Linked DNA regions of Triticum aestivum: region 1 is linked to region 2. A link is a contact called in public Hi-C data. All regions are on one chromosome and are shown on one strand. Each heading gives the region's core, a stretch centred on a gene start, on an enhancer-like site or on the middle of the called end of the contact. The rest is flanking DNA. Distances are from core to core; before and after follow the strand shown. Region 1 holds the start of LOC123119900. Region 2 holds the start of LOC123119897 (histone deacetylase 6).

The links. Hi-C and Micro-C count contacts between places; a contact is called where the count stands out from the background.
Region 1: a Hi-C map of leaf shows a contact between it and region 2, with 3 times the contacts expected there. The contact joins the promoter of LOC123119900 here to the promoter of LOC123119897 in region 2. A contact is called at or near these places in 4 of 5 Hi-C or Micro-C datasets (leaf and root).

Annotation. Positions count from the first base shown.
Region 1 is chr5D:135,238,451-135,244,856 of IWGSC CS RefSeq v2.1, reverse strand. LOC123119900 reads right to left here and starts at 3,075. Exons shown (of 3, transcript XM_044539866.1): 1 at 2,739-3,075; 2 at 1,157-1,249; 3 at 531-1,071. The coding sequence starts at 1,216. The coding sequence ends at 661. LOC123119899 (PXMP2/4 family protein 3) reads left to right here. Exons shown (of 4, transcript XM_044539865.1): 4 at 1-506. The coding sequence ends at 8.
Region 2 is chr5D:135,065,745-135,072,826 of IWGSC CS RefSeq v2.1, reverse strand. It overlaps LOC123119897 (histone deacetylase 6), which reads right to left and starts at 5,513. Exons shown (of 5, transcript XR_006459057.1): 1 at 5,273-5,513; 2 at 4,990-5,183. It overlaps LOC123119898 (40S ribosomal protein S29-like), which reads left to right and starts at 5,546. Exons shown (of 3, transcript XM_044539863.1): 1 at 5,546-5,702; 2 at 6,339-6,438; 3 at 7,011-7,082. The coding sequence starts at 5,641. The coding sequence ends at 7,019.

The DNA of each region.
Region 1 (6,406 bases), core at 1,826-4,325, 170 kb before region 2:
GCTCTTAGTCATAATCAAATGACTGAGTTTCTGCCAGTTATTTCTGAAAGGAAGTCTTCATGGGCATTACTTGGAACTATGACGGGGCCGTCATTACCACCACTAGCTCATTTAAGCTTTCAATGTTCAACGACGAAAACGGAGACAAACTGCTTGCTAGGCATATTTCGTATTCAGTAGAGTAGTATCCACCAGGCTTTTCTAGCTTGCGTACAGTTTTGGGTAGGCATTTCTGTATGGATGGTAGAATGACACTAGGCATTTCTCCCATCTTTCTGAAGTTTGTCATATTGCACTTAGAAACAAGCAGTTTTTACCAAATTGTCTGTGCCCAGTTATGCAGATGTTAGGTAAAATTGTTCTTGTCCCTAAGATAAAGTGGACAAGGTAAGGTTTACGCTTGAAGATCTCTACATACAATGCAACATTTATTAGCGGATAGTTATGTACATCTCCCTCCCTTGTACGCAGAAAGAAGACGATTACACAGTTTGTTCGCTTTTTCTTGGCGTTGGTGTTCTTTGAAATGATTTTGTTGTATTTTTTGTAGATGTGAATGATGACTTTCTATTGATCGCATTCCTCTGATTGCAACGAATTAGTTTTTTGATGTACATATAATAATGCATATGCTTCTGTAAGCCACCCGTAGCTAAGCCATTAAGCCATCTTGAGACTTAAACATTGGTAGAGCCAGGGAGACTGCGTGAGCTGATCATCATGCCTCTTGCTCTCATGTTGAAACCTCAGGTCTACATTGGACTTGGGGAATCGCTGCCCCGACTCTGATTCAGCAGAAGTCGACGATGTCACCGTTGCTCCAGACTCGGAGTTGGATGTCATCTCCTGCTTCCTTGTATCACCCCCAGTTGCTAGTGTCAGCTCCAGGTTGAAGTCCTCGGTGAAACGAGCGGTCTTCTCGCCTGAGTTGATGTGCCATTGTGGTCGATCTGTATCCAGCATCGGTTCTGGTCGAGTATCCTCTCTTGCCTGAGCTGGGCTCATCTTAACAGCCTGCATCTCCTTCATCAGCCGCTTCTGAACCTCGTATACGCGATGCAGCTCGTGAACCTGCTTCAACAAAAGAACAGTCCGTTCAATATTTCCACCAATATAGCTAGAAGATGGCACTACTTGTAACCAGACATTGGTTTACCTGTTGTCTGAATGTCTGCTCTTGCCTCAGGATGGCCATCTTCATATGTTTCTTCTCCATCTCTCACCAACCCACACGAAGTATCAGCCTCACCTGTTTCATCAGAGCCTGACACATGAGCACCAAAAGTTTTTCTCCCAACAATAGCAAGATACTGCATATGCGTTGCAATAATTGGAGCTTTGTTTATGTGCTGGTTGCGTGTCTGCTTGTCGTGAATTATCTCCTACCTTGAGATGGAGACACTCTCATGTGTAGCTTCTGAATGATTGTACTTGCTTCTCTATAGCTCTGTACAAGTTCTATTATTCTCCACATAGGAGTATCCAGCTTGCTTTGCCATTTTGCCAATTAATAAGTTGTATAGTTGTGTAAATGAGTATCCTATGCAAGCATAAATAAATGCTATGGTGGTGTGTGACGTGACCTAACAAATTAATCAGTTTTTATGTGAGCATGTGAACTGGTTTGTTACAGGGAAATAACATGGGGGAGACCCGGTTGTTTTTTCTGTCGAGAAATGTTATATAAAAGTTTGGTACGTATTTTCCTTGTGAATTGGCTGAGAGTTTTAGAGCAATATAAAGCATATATCATGAATACCATCGTAGATCATATGAAAGGGAGTTATGCACGTTGGTCAGACAATTTGGACTGCTAAGATCTTGAGTTCGTGGAGGCTATGGTAAGAAGCATTTTTAGGTCTGATCATCTTAAGTTCGTATGCCTGCACAATTCTAATTTTGGCTTCTAATATACGTACTAGATTTTACAAAAATATGTAGGTTTTCCTATCTGTAACCCAAACTCCATCAGCCTTTCAGTGTTTCCCACCCATCCCTGCCCAAATTGAAACCTACCGAATTTACACCCTGCAACTGTAGTACCGTTTGATTCTTTGAGATAGAATTATACTCCCTCCGTTCCCAAATGTAAGTCTTTGTAGAATTTTCAACAAGTGACTACATACGGAGCAAAATGAATGAATCTACACTCTAAAATATGTCTACATACATCCGTATGTTGTATTCCATTTGAAATGTCTAAAAAGACTTATACTCCCTTCGTCCGGAAAAGCTTGTCCCTCAAATAGATGTATCTAGCACCAAGTTAGTGCCAGATTCATCCATTTGAGAAACAAGCTTGGGACAAGTTTTTTCGGACGGAGGGAGTAGAAAACATGACACAATTCTGCATCTCCTTCCTTGCTCTATATGCTTGCATGCCATTGTGCTTCCCCAGAGAAACTAGGAAACAGTTTCAACACAGATGGCAGTCCTTAAAAGATCAGAGAGCCCTAAAACGACAGGAGGAAGACCAGCTACAGCTTCCTGGCAAATAGAAACATGCCATTGCACTTTCTCAAGGCTGAGCATCAGCACCGTCCTTTGCACATGGAATTACAAAGAATGAAGAACAGAAAGAACGAAGAACCGATCAAAGGACCGTGGTTCGTAGACTTTGAAGATATTATTATCATGTCCCAGGAAAGCTAGCTGAATTGCAGAACTTTCAAGACAAGAATCATCGGAGATGAACAAGGTAAGAAAGAGGAAGGAAGTATCAAGAGACTTGTGCTCACCTCTGGCAAGGAGTCCTGTTTCTGAATTCTTCTCTTCTGAACAAGGTAAGGCACTCTCCCTCTTTCTCCCCCAAGAAGATCTCTCTTGCTAGCTACTTCTAGGCCAAGGTCCAAACCTTTTTGGTTCTGTTAAGAAGCAACAGGTTGGCATGTATCAAATCTGGTGAGGCAGGGAGGGGAGGGAGGGGATTTAAGATTCTCTCCTGTCATTAGTTCTACTGTCATGGTGGGGCCTTGTGGCCGTGCCAAACAAACCCAAGCCACTTAGGCCAATGGAGTTCATGCATGATAAAGGAGCCAAAGATGCTCCTATGTAGGTAGTGCCAAGAAAAGGATAGGACCAAGATAACAAGCCCCAGCTATTAATATTCTCATCTCCCGGGCCAATAATCCGAGCGCGGCCCCCCTCCCACGCTACATCGTGCAAGATTTCCGTTGTCGAATTGCACGAATCGATATGTTTATCGCACGACGGATCTTGTTCATGTTATGACAAGTGTAGGTTTCTTTAGTCATTCGATTGTTTGTGTTCTCAGTGGGGTTGTGGAGCTTTTGTTGGTTTATTAGAATGTTTTTTTGTGGATCACTGCATCATGAGGTTCACTGAACAGACAGCTAGGCATGTCATGTTTTAGATCTCATATTTTTTTGAGGGGTGTTTTAGATCTCTTATAGGAGTACTCGCATGTGCACTGGATTAAGATTATCATCACCACTTGTCACAGCTCATAGATATAATCTTTCATTACTGTCATCCAAAGTCAGAACATATGCCTCAGCATCACATGAAAAGAAAAGAGTATAAAAAAGGTGCCCAACTCAATTGATTGCCACAACAGAAGGAAATACTGTAATAAGCAGTACAAGGCCCATCAGTTTTACCGGGTTAGTTACTTTCTTACGGCCAAGGCCCAAGGGGCAAGCGAAGAATTACTATTTTTTTTGCGAAGAATTACTATTAACCTGAAGGCAGGATCTTTTTTCCTACAGACAGATCCAGCAATGAATCCTGACCAGATTCAGAATTCAAGTGTGGATCTTGTGTTGGCTCATATGCTGCTCAAGATTGGGCAGTGTGATTGGATAGCGAGTTATGTGGGAGTGGTTGGTAACAATAACATACATGCGTTGGTCCCGGTCCCCCCTCACCCTCAGGATATGTGGGAGGGAGGGAGAGGCCTGCAACGCAAGCAAACTGTTCACTCCCATTCCAAGGATTTTGACAAGTCAGGGCCTCAAGATCCAAGAGCTGCATGCATGATTAGTTCAACACACATGGTGTCAGCCCTATCACTGTCCATCTAATTGCCACCCCATGCATGTCCCCATCACCTCCCCCCATAGGATTAGCTGGATTTGTTAGATGTTTGTAGACTTGTCGTCTGGGTTAGTAGATGCATGATTTTGTTTGGGTGATTGGGTGCTTATGCCCCAATCTTCTTTGACTGCATTTGCTGGAAATCGAAATCCCTGCCTTTTCGGTTTTAGTAGTTGTTAGTACTTTATTTCAGGTAGACACCTGGGGATGGCCAAGGAAAGAAACCACCTGATCTGTCTTTTATGGATCGGCGAGTTTCTTCCGACGGAAACCTCCCTTCCTCCTTTTCGCTCCCTTTAAGAGCATCTACAGCCGGAGTTGGCAAATCCGACCCCTCAAACGCCTACGGACGCGCCTGGGCGCGTCCGCGGACAGTGACCAGTCATCCTTTAAAAAACGCATTTCACATTCGGATACCTCAAATCCATATTATTACATGCACGGGCGTCCTCCCGGGCGCGGCGGAGGCCAGACGGCCAGCTCCTTCTCGGGGCCGCGTGGGATGAACTTGGGGTCGACGGATCTGGAGGTGAAGGACTCGGATCCGCTGCCCGCCATGCCGGAGACAACCGGAAGGAGTCGGAGACGAGCTTGGGTGGTGGAGGGGAGTGGAGGGGAGGGGGAGTGAGGTGGCTAGGGTTTGGTCCGGCGAGCGGATGGGAAGAATTTTATGTAGGGTCGGATGGGCCAGCGTGGACCGGGTCCGACGTGGCGGGCGTGCCCGGATACGCCTGGGCGCCCACATATCCGCCCCATATTTGGGCTGGATATGGGGGGTGCCGGTCAGCCCTGGTGTTTGAGGGCCATTTGAGGGGCCCGTCTGGGTCAAAATCGTGACCGAACAGTGAGCGGGCGGCCTGCCCGGGCGTATGAGGCGGGTTTAAGGCGCCCGGCTGTAGATGCTCTAACGATGCAGTGTGCTCGTGGTGGGTGCCGCCGCCAGGGCCGAGGAGGAGGGGCGGTGCATGGAGGGTGACAGATTCCGTAGCGCTGACTACGGCATCTAAAGGAGAAGATGATCTATGGTGGGAAGATGTCCCAACTATCCTCTAGCATCATTTCGACCTGATGCGGAGTACAAGGCCGTGTGACTACCGAAAGATCCATTTTCAACATGATGTTTGGAACATCGAGGTTCATGTGAGAGCTGAAAACTCTTGTTTTGGCCTTGATTGGTTGGACTCAGAGGTGGCAAATTTGCATGGTTACCATGTTGAATGTGTTGTCTACTTGCTAATGTGCTGTTTTTATGTGGTTTGTCTTAGTAATCATGATGAAAATACTTGCATTGACAGTCTTGGGCCAGACGTGACAATGACAATGCGAGGGTGCTTATTCCTTATGGAGGAAGTTATAGTACAAGATATTTATTTCATATCTTGTAATGTTTCAGTTGTGGTTGCCTTTGTTTTAATAAAAATGACCGTGTACATCACATTGATGCTGAGATTGAGGTTTTAACCTCCTTCTTAAGATAATAAAAGAAGAAGAAAGTCTACATACACCATCTGTCTATATTCAAGCTAGCTAGTACCGATACTTAATTAAATGGGTATTTTATGGACAAATTTAATTGGGTGTATTTGTCCAGAAATTTCATGTACTTCGAGTACCAGATAAAACTACGACGAAACAAAAACAAAATAAAATTATCTCTGGCGATGCTAGAAACAATATAGGAAACGTAATTGCCAGAGGCCCCAAAAATGGGCAGACAACTGATCACGCGTCATGATGTTCTCTTGGATTAGACGGCTCGGAGGAAGACGACATAATTCGGCAGGTAAAATGAGATCGTCTAGTCATCATCTCATAACGTAAGAAGAAATCTAACCAACAAAAAAAACGAAATCACCTGATTTTTCTCAATGGTAGGAGGCGCAACTAATTTTCTAGGACCGCGTCATGTCACCACGTCATCACACACAAGATGCCATGTCGAGGTCTCCCTCCTTGCGCTCGACGAAAGAAGACAAAATCCTCAGATCTACCTATGTCCTAGCCAATAGCGTTCCGCTTGCAGGTTGTCACATGGCTCCATCTATCCATGCATGTTCAGTGTTCTTTGACGAAGACTGAATTTTATTTACCTCAGAATCAAACCTAAAGGGCTACAAACACAACGAGTCCATGACCTTTGCAGATACACATGGTTAATACCAACACGCATAAAAAAACACCTACAAAATATAAAGTTGTCTAAGGGCATCTCCAACACCGACTCTCAAACCATCCGCACACGTCTAGATTGTGTTGTCCGGACCGCGGAAGCGATCAAACACGGACCTGTATCAGTCCGCTCAGTGGTCTGTAAGCATTTTCCCCCGCAAAGTGGAGACCCGGGGGGGGG
Region 2 (7,082 bases), core at 4,264-6,763:
AAACTTGTTCACCACTTCCGTTTGTCCATCTGTTTGTGGATGAGCAGTGCTAGAAAATTTCAATTCAGTGTTGAATTGCTTCCACAAAGTGAGCCAAAATGCAGCAAGAAACTTGCTATCACGGTCTGAGACAATGGACCTTGGAACTCCATGAAGTCTGACCACTTCTCGAAAGAATAGGTTTGCCACATGATGAGCATCCGTTGTCTTGCGGCATGGGATGAAATGAGCCATCTTAGAGAATCTATCCACGACCACAAATACAGCATCACTTCCTCGTCTTGTTCTTGGCAAGCCCAAGACGAAGTCCATAGAAATGTCCTCCCATGGAGCAACAGGAACAGGCAAAGGCATGTATAACCCTGTGTTCTGGACTTGGCCTTTGCAGGTCTGACATACGGGGCACCGTTGAACGAACTTTCCAGCATCTCTCTTTAGTTGTGGCCAAAAGTAGCGAGCTTCCAGGTTAGCGATAGTCTTGTCCCGTCCAACATGGCCACTAAGATCACTTGAATGGAGCTCTCTAACCAGCTTGTCACATAGAGAACTTCTTGGAATGCACAAACGATCATTTTTGAAGAGATATCCATCTTGCATCAAATAGTCATCACCTAATGGTTGGCCCCTTGCATGCTTTACCCAAACATGGCCAAAGTCTTCGTCACCCTCATACAACTCCTTTATTTGACCCATGCCCGGAAGTTCAGCTTCAAAAGAAGTCAAGAGGCATGCACGACGACTCAAAGCATCGGCCACTCTGTTAGTTATTCCAGATTTATGCACGATGAGATAGTTAAACCTCTCAAGATATGCTGCCCATCTTGCTAGCATGCGGTCAACATGCTTTTGATTTCTAAAATGCTTCAAGGATTGATGGTCGCTATAAACGATGAACTCTTTAGGCAGCAAATAGACTTCCCAAGTTTTCGACGCTCTGAAAACGGCGTATAATTCTTGCTGATAGGTACTCCATTTCTGTCTAACTTCACTTAACTTCTCACTAAAGAAAGCAATGGGCTTCCTTTCTTGAGATAGGACAGCTCCAATGCCTACTCCACTTGCATCACACTCCAACTCAAAAGTCTTGTTGAAATTAGGTAGTACCAAGACAGGAGCTTGTGATAGCTTTTGTTTAATCTCATTGAAGCTAGCTTCAGCTGCTTTTGCCCATTTGAACTTTCCTTTCTTCAAACACTCGGTAATTGGTGCCATGATAGTGTTGAAATTATTAACAAATCGCCTATAGAAAGTTGCAAGGCCATGAAAGCTTCTTAGTCTTAGGAGTTGGCCATTCTCAGATTGCTTCAACCTTAGAATCATCAACACGAATGCCGTCACATGTTATGACGAATCCTAGGAAAAGAAGTTGTGTTTGCAGGAAAACACATTTCTTCAAGTTGACGTAGAGCTCATTTTCCCTTAGTACTTCTAGCACCTTCCGAATGTGATCAAAGTGTTCATCCTCATCCTTGCTATAGATCAAGATGTCATCGAAATAGACCACAACAAAGTGGGATAAGAAGGGTCTAAGGACTTGATTCATTAAGTGCATAAAGGTACTTGGTGCATTTGAGAGTCCAAATGGCATGACTAGCCATTCAAACAACCCTTCCTTTGTCTTGAAGGCGGTCTTCCATTCATCCCCGGGTCTTATACGGATTTGATGATATCCACTTCTTAAATCTAGCTTTGTGAACACTCTTGCTCCACTAAGCTGATCCAACATATCATCCAGACGGGGAATAGGGAATCTATACCTTACGGTGATCTTGTTAACGGCTCTACTGTCCGTACACATGCGCCAAGATCCATCTTTCTTTGGCGCGAGTAGGGCTGGCACAACACATGGGCTAATACTTTCTCGAATGTGCCCCTTTTGCAACAATTCCTCCACTTTCTGCTTCAATATACCATGCTCCTTTGGGCTCATTCGATAGTGTGGAAGATTAGGAAGACTTGCTCCCGGAATTAAGTCAATTCTATGTTGAATTCCTCTCATCGGTGGCAAGCCATGTGGCTCCCCAAGTATGTTCTGAAATTCTGCCAATAAACCACGTACCTTTGCTGGAATTTCAACAGTCAGGTGCTCTTCTCCCTTTACAACAAGTGCAGCACACAAATCTGCCTCCCTCAAGTCTTCCATAAACTCATGAGAGGTATGGGAGATAGTTAACATAGTTTCCCCCTCCTCCTTAGAGGTATTACCTTCGGGTTTGTTTGGTAAGATAATGATCCTTCTCTTGTTCCAAATGAAAGAGTAAGAATTTCCTTGCCCTTGTGTGTAGTATCCACATCAAATTGCCAAGGCCTCCCAAGAAGAACATGGCTGGCATCCATGTCAACCACATCACACAACACATTTGAGCGATAATGCTTACCCAAAGAAAGTGGCAGGTTGCATTGTTTGGTGATCCTCATATTCACTCCTTTCTTGATCCATCCAATAGTGTAGGGATTTGGATGATCATGGGTTTCAAGCTTTAAATGGTCCACCAACTTCTGGGAGATAAGATTCTCGCAGCTGCAACTATCAATCACTAGTTTGCATACCTTGCCATTCACCGTGCATTTGCTCTCAAATATTTTCTTCCGTTGTGTGTCATCGAGTTGTGGTGTGGAACATAGGACACGCTGGATCACACATACCACCTCTTCACCTTCTTCTTGACAAACCTCTTGTCCGTCTACATCTTCAGATTCGTATTCTTCCTCATCGCTTTCACCATCATGGATAGTCGTGTTAACAAATTTCCTTAGTGGGCAGCCGCTGGATATGTGTCCCTCTTTATCACATTTATAGCACTTTGGGCCTTCATTTGCCTTACCCTTGCCTCTAGTTTGCTTCGGGATGGGCTGTTTTGTCTTTGGTGGAGTGGTCTTTTCTTCCACTCTATTAGGTTGGCTCCTAGATGAGCCTTCGGTATGAGGATATGGAGGATATGGAGCCTTAGTTGTCTTTCTCATCCTCACAAACCTCTCGGCCTTTAAGGCTAGAGCTTGTGCTTGATCAACGGACCAGATTTGTTGCATCATCAATCGATCTTGAATAGCATCATTGAGACCATTGATGTACCTTGCAACTTGTTGCTCTTCAGTTTCAGCAAGGTTGCACCTCGCTTGTAGCCTTAGAAACTCCTCCGTGTAATCTGAAACAGTCCTATTTCCTTGAGCACAATTTTGAAATTGGATAAATAGGATCTGGTCATAATCAGCGGGCAAAAATCTCCCTTTCAAGAGGCCTTTCATTTGTCGCCAAGTTCTAATATGAGGTTCTCCTCTGAGCCTGCGCTCCTCTTGAACGCGATGCCACCATGCACTGGCTCCTCCTTTCAGTTTGTATGCGACCAAAGGAACTCTACGATCTTCCGGAACCTCCATGACCTCAAAGAAAGTCTCCACTTCATATAACCAATCCAGGCACCCTTCAATGTCAACATTTTCATTAAAACTTGGGATCTCGGCTTTCACCTTGTATGTATCTCTTGCATATGTAGGGTTGGGTGCTCTCCGATATGCGTAGAGATTTGGCTCTTCAAGGGCATCATCATATTCTTCACCTTCAGAAGCCTCAACATAAATTGGCCTTCTTGAAGCACGTTGAACAACATGTTGTCGTGGCGGTCTTGCTCCAAGATTACCTCTCCGTCTTCCTTGATGAACATCTTCCTCTTCTTTAGATGAATCTCCTTCATTGGTAGCAGGGGGGACACCCTTTCTTATCATCTCAACCAGCTGGTCAAATCTCCTATTAAGATCTTCACGCAGCTCTTTGATTTGTTGTTCAGCAGCATCCATCCTCTTCTCCAATTGCTCCATTGCTTGCTGCAACTTACTCTCGAAGAGGACAGCAAGAACTAGTATGGGTCAACAAGGCTCTGATACCACCTGAAGCAGCACAAAGTTTGTGGAGGAGCAACTCCACCTTGCTGCTACAATGTGTACAGCACAAGTGTTGAAGGAACAGCTTCAACGTGCTGCGCTAGATATCGCTCTAGAGGCGAATGTATGTTGATAGGGCAGCAGAGTTCAATCCAGAACTCCTAGGGCACAAGATCTACTCCAAGATCTTAGATAAGAACAACAAGTTCTATTATAGGTAGGGGTACATAGTCTGCCTCCAAAGTAGAGGCGAGGACCTCTATTTATAGGGCTTTGGGAAGCCTTCACATACTTCTACTTATAGCTGGAATACTCTAGAAAACATTATGTAGTTTCACCATTCTACTCATAGCTACTCACAACTAGAAGACTCTAGAAAACAGTAGGTAGGATAGAAAAGAAAAGGAAAGAAATACTACACTAGAGTGGAAGCATCTAGAAGTAGCCAAACAGATCTGGCATGTGTTTTCTTTCTTCTCATCTAGTGTTCCTCATCAGCATGACTTGATTTCTTTAGCTAAACCAGTGACCTCATGTGACATCCATGGTCCACATTTAACCGAAAAGAGAATGATCTTTGAATTCTAATCTAACTAATCAGTAGTGCAACTACTCATTTCAAAATCATCTAGTTACTCAACCATTTCCTGAGACATACTACACACCCAGTACTAGAGCAGAGCATCGGAATGCTATGGGACAGAGGGTGATATTCTTGTCACCAAACCTTGGTGGCAACTCACACCCTTTGCACACTTTCGTTAACGAAAGCTGTGATGTCAACCATGCATATATATGACTTGCCAAGTTGCCATAACACTTTCGAGTGACAACTTAGTACCAATCAATCGCATTGTCATCAAGTATCAATCCCTTTTCCTTGTCAATTTAAGTTATCTAGTCATATTTCACCATAACTGAAGTCTGGGAACTAGGGATTCAGCCAAACAGTGCCACCTTGAACTAGAACTCAAGAGGCCAATAGTAATAGGGAGAAAAAAAAACCTAGCCCAAGGGGAGAGCATCAAGCAGCAGATAAGAACCCTAACAATCCGCATGTCAGGCCCAGGATCGCGAGACACCAAACTCGAAAAGGATGGTGAGACAAACCTAGAGCACTGGGAATCAGGCGCGGGAACGCGCGCGAGTTCGTCGGCGCTGGCGGCGGGCATGGCAGGGAGGTGCGGGCAGCTGGTCCGCGCCTCAACCCACCCCGCCTCGGCTCCATAGAGTTCCAGGCTCAGATCTCCCTCATCGTCCACCTTGCGGTTGCTATCGTCGGCACCTTCCTCTCTCTCCTTCCCCTGCGACGACGAAACATTCGAGGACAAGTCAGTGGAGTGTAAGAAACAACACAGAGACGGTAGGTAGGGGCTGCGTCGTTCACACGGACAGGTCGGGATGAAGACGAGTGCTCTCCGGCTCCGGCGGTGGAAGACATCCTCGGCGAGTCGGAGTGGAGGAGGAGACGACGATTTTTTTTCCCGACGAGTCTCACGGGCCACGGCGAGTCGTGCAGCTACAGCACATATATCTGAGGCCCAAATGCTCATGATTGGCTGGGCCCAACAAAAAGGCCCTTTAAGCCCGTATACGGGGCTAAGTGTCGGCCTGGGCCCAATCCAACCCGTGCCCTTGGCTTAGGGTTTACCGGCGTCTCCCTATATAAGCCTCTCCCGCTCGCACCGCCGCCAACTACCCTTTCATTCTCCCACGCGCATCCTAGCAACCGGCGGCGGCAGGCGGAAGGCGAACAAGAAGATGGGGCACTCCAACGTCTGGAACTCCCACCCCAAGAACTACGGGCCCGGCTCCCGCGTCTGGTAATACTCCTGCCACCGCCTCGATCCCCTCCATCTCCTTAAAATGCCTAGTTCGTTCCCGCGGCTAGATATCTCTTGCTAGACCAACTGTTCGGCTGGATCTGTCTCTTGGACGATGTAGTTGGCTACATATATTATTCGATCGTGGCGTGCTTCATATGGCGGTTAAAACCTTACTTGCTCACATGTCATATTTAACTGTGTTAGGTGTGGTCAGGTGGCATTGATAAAGGCTTTCCCATCTTCATATGATGTGTATTTTGTTGATGTCGTTGGCAACTTGTATCATCTGATTCTGGCGTGCTTCATATGGCGATTAAACTCTTCTTTGCTTAACTTAGTTAGATGTCGTTAGGTACTGATTAATTGGTCGAAAGGTTACGGGTTTTGGTGTTAGTATGTTGCTCAAACCATTCAGAGCTTGCTGTGATGTGCAAGTGGCTTCACAATCGACTAGAACTAGGAAAATATTGCTAGAATTGCCTCAAAGTTTAATTTCCGGTGTTGTGCGGTAACAAACTGAAATAGCGTGTGGTGCTGGCTTGTCTGGCGTACCATTCGATCACTGATGTTATTGTGATTAACAAGTATGCTTACGAGTGATTGTACTGACCCCAAGTTTGTTATTTTTGGTAGCCGGGTCTGTGGGAACTCCCATGGACTGATCAGGAAGTATGGGCTGATGTGCTGCAGGCAGTGTTTCCGCAGCAACGCCAAGGACATTGGCTTCATCAAGGTATACAACAAGAACATTATTGTTGCACCAGAAACAATCTGAAATTATATTATTATTTTGTCAGTCATGATTCCCTTACTATATATATGTAGTCCTTAAGTAAACAGCTTCAAATGTCAGATATGACTTAATACATTAGATTTGTGATTCCTTATTGCCTTCTAGTGTTTGATGATACCTATTCCTAGACTACATCCAAATGAGATAAATGATTTGTTAACAAATTGATGTGCTCCATTGTTCTCTATGGTTGACTCATTTACTTTGCAGCTTCTGTATTGAGATGTGCTTTGCTGGCATTTCATTACATTAAAGATGTAGTTATGAGTCTGACAATTCACTAGTGGTATGCTGTTATTGTGGCCTGGCAATTTCTGAAATTGGTTAATATGATTCAGATAACATAATAGCCAAGCTTTGATACAGTTGTCTTGATGTTCTTATGCAGCGTTGTTTCTTTGCATCTAGCCTTCCTATTCTAGAATAAAACATGTATATCAAAATTTGTAGTTAGACATATCGTTTGTGCAGAACTATTGTTCTAATTATTGGATTATTTTCTTTTGTTGCAGTACCGTTAATTCACCTGGTCCTGCTACCCTGAAGTGATGCTGATCAGGGTTGAAGGAATGGAGCACTTAATA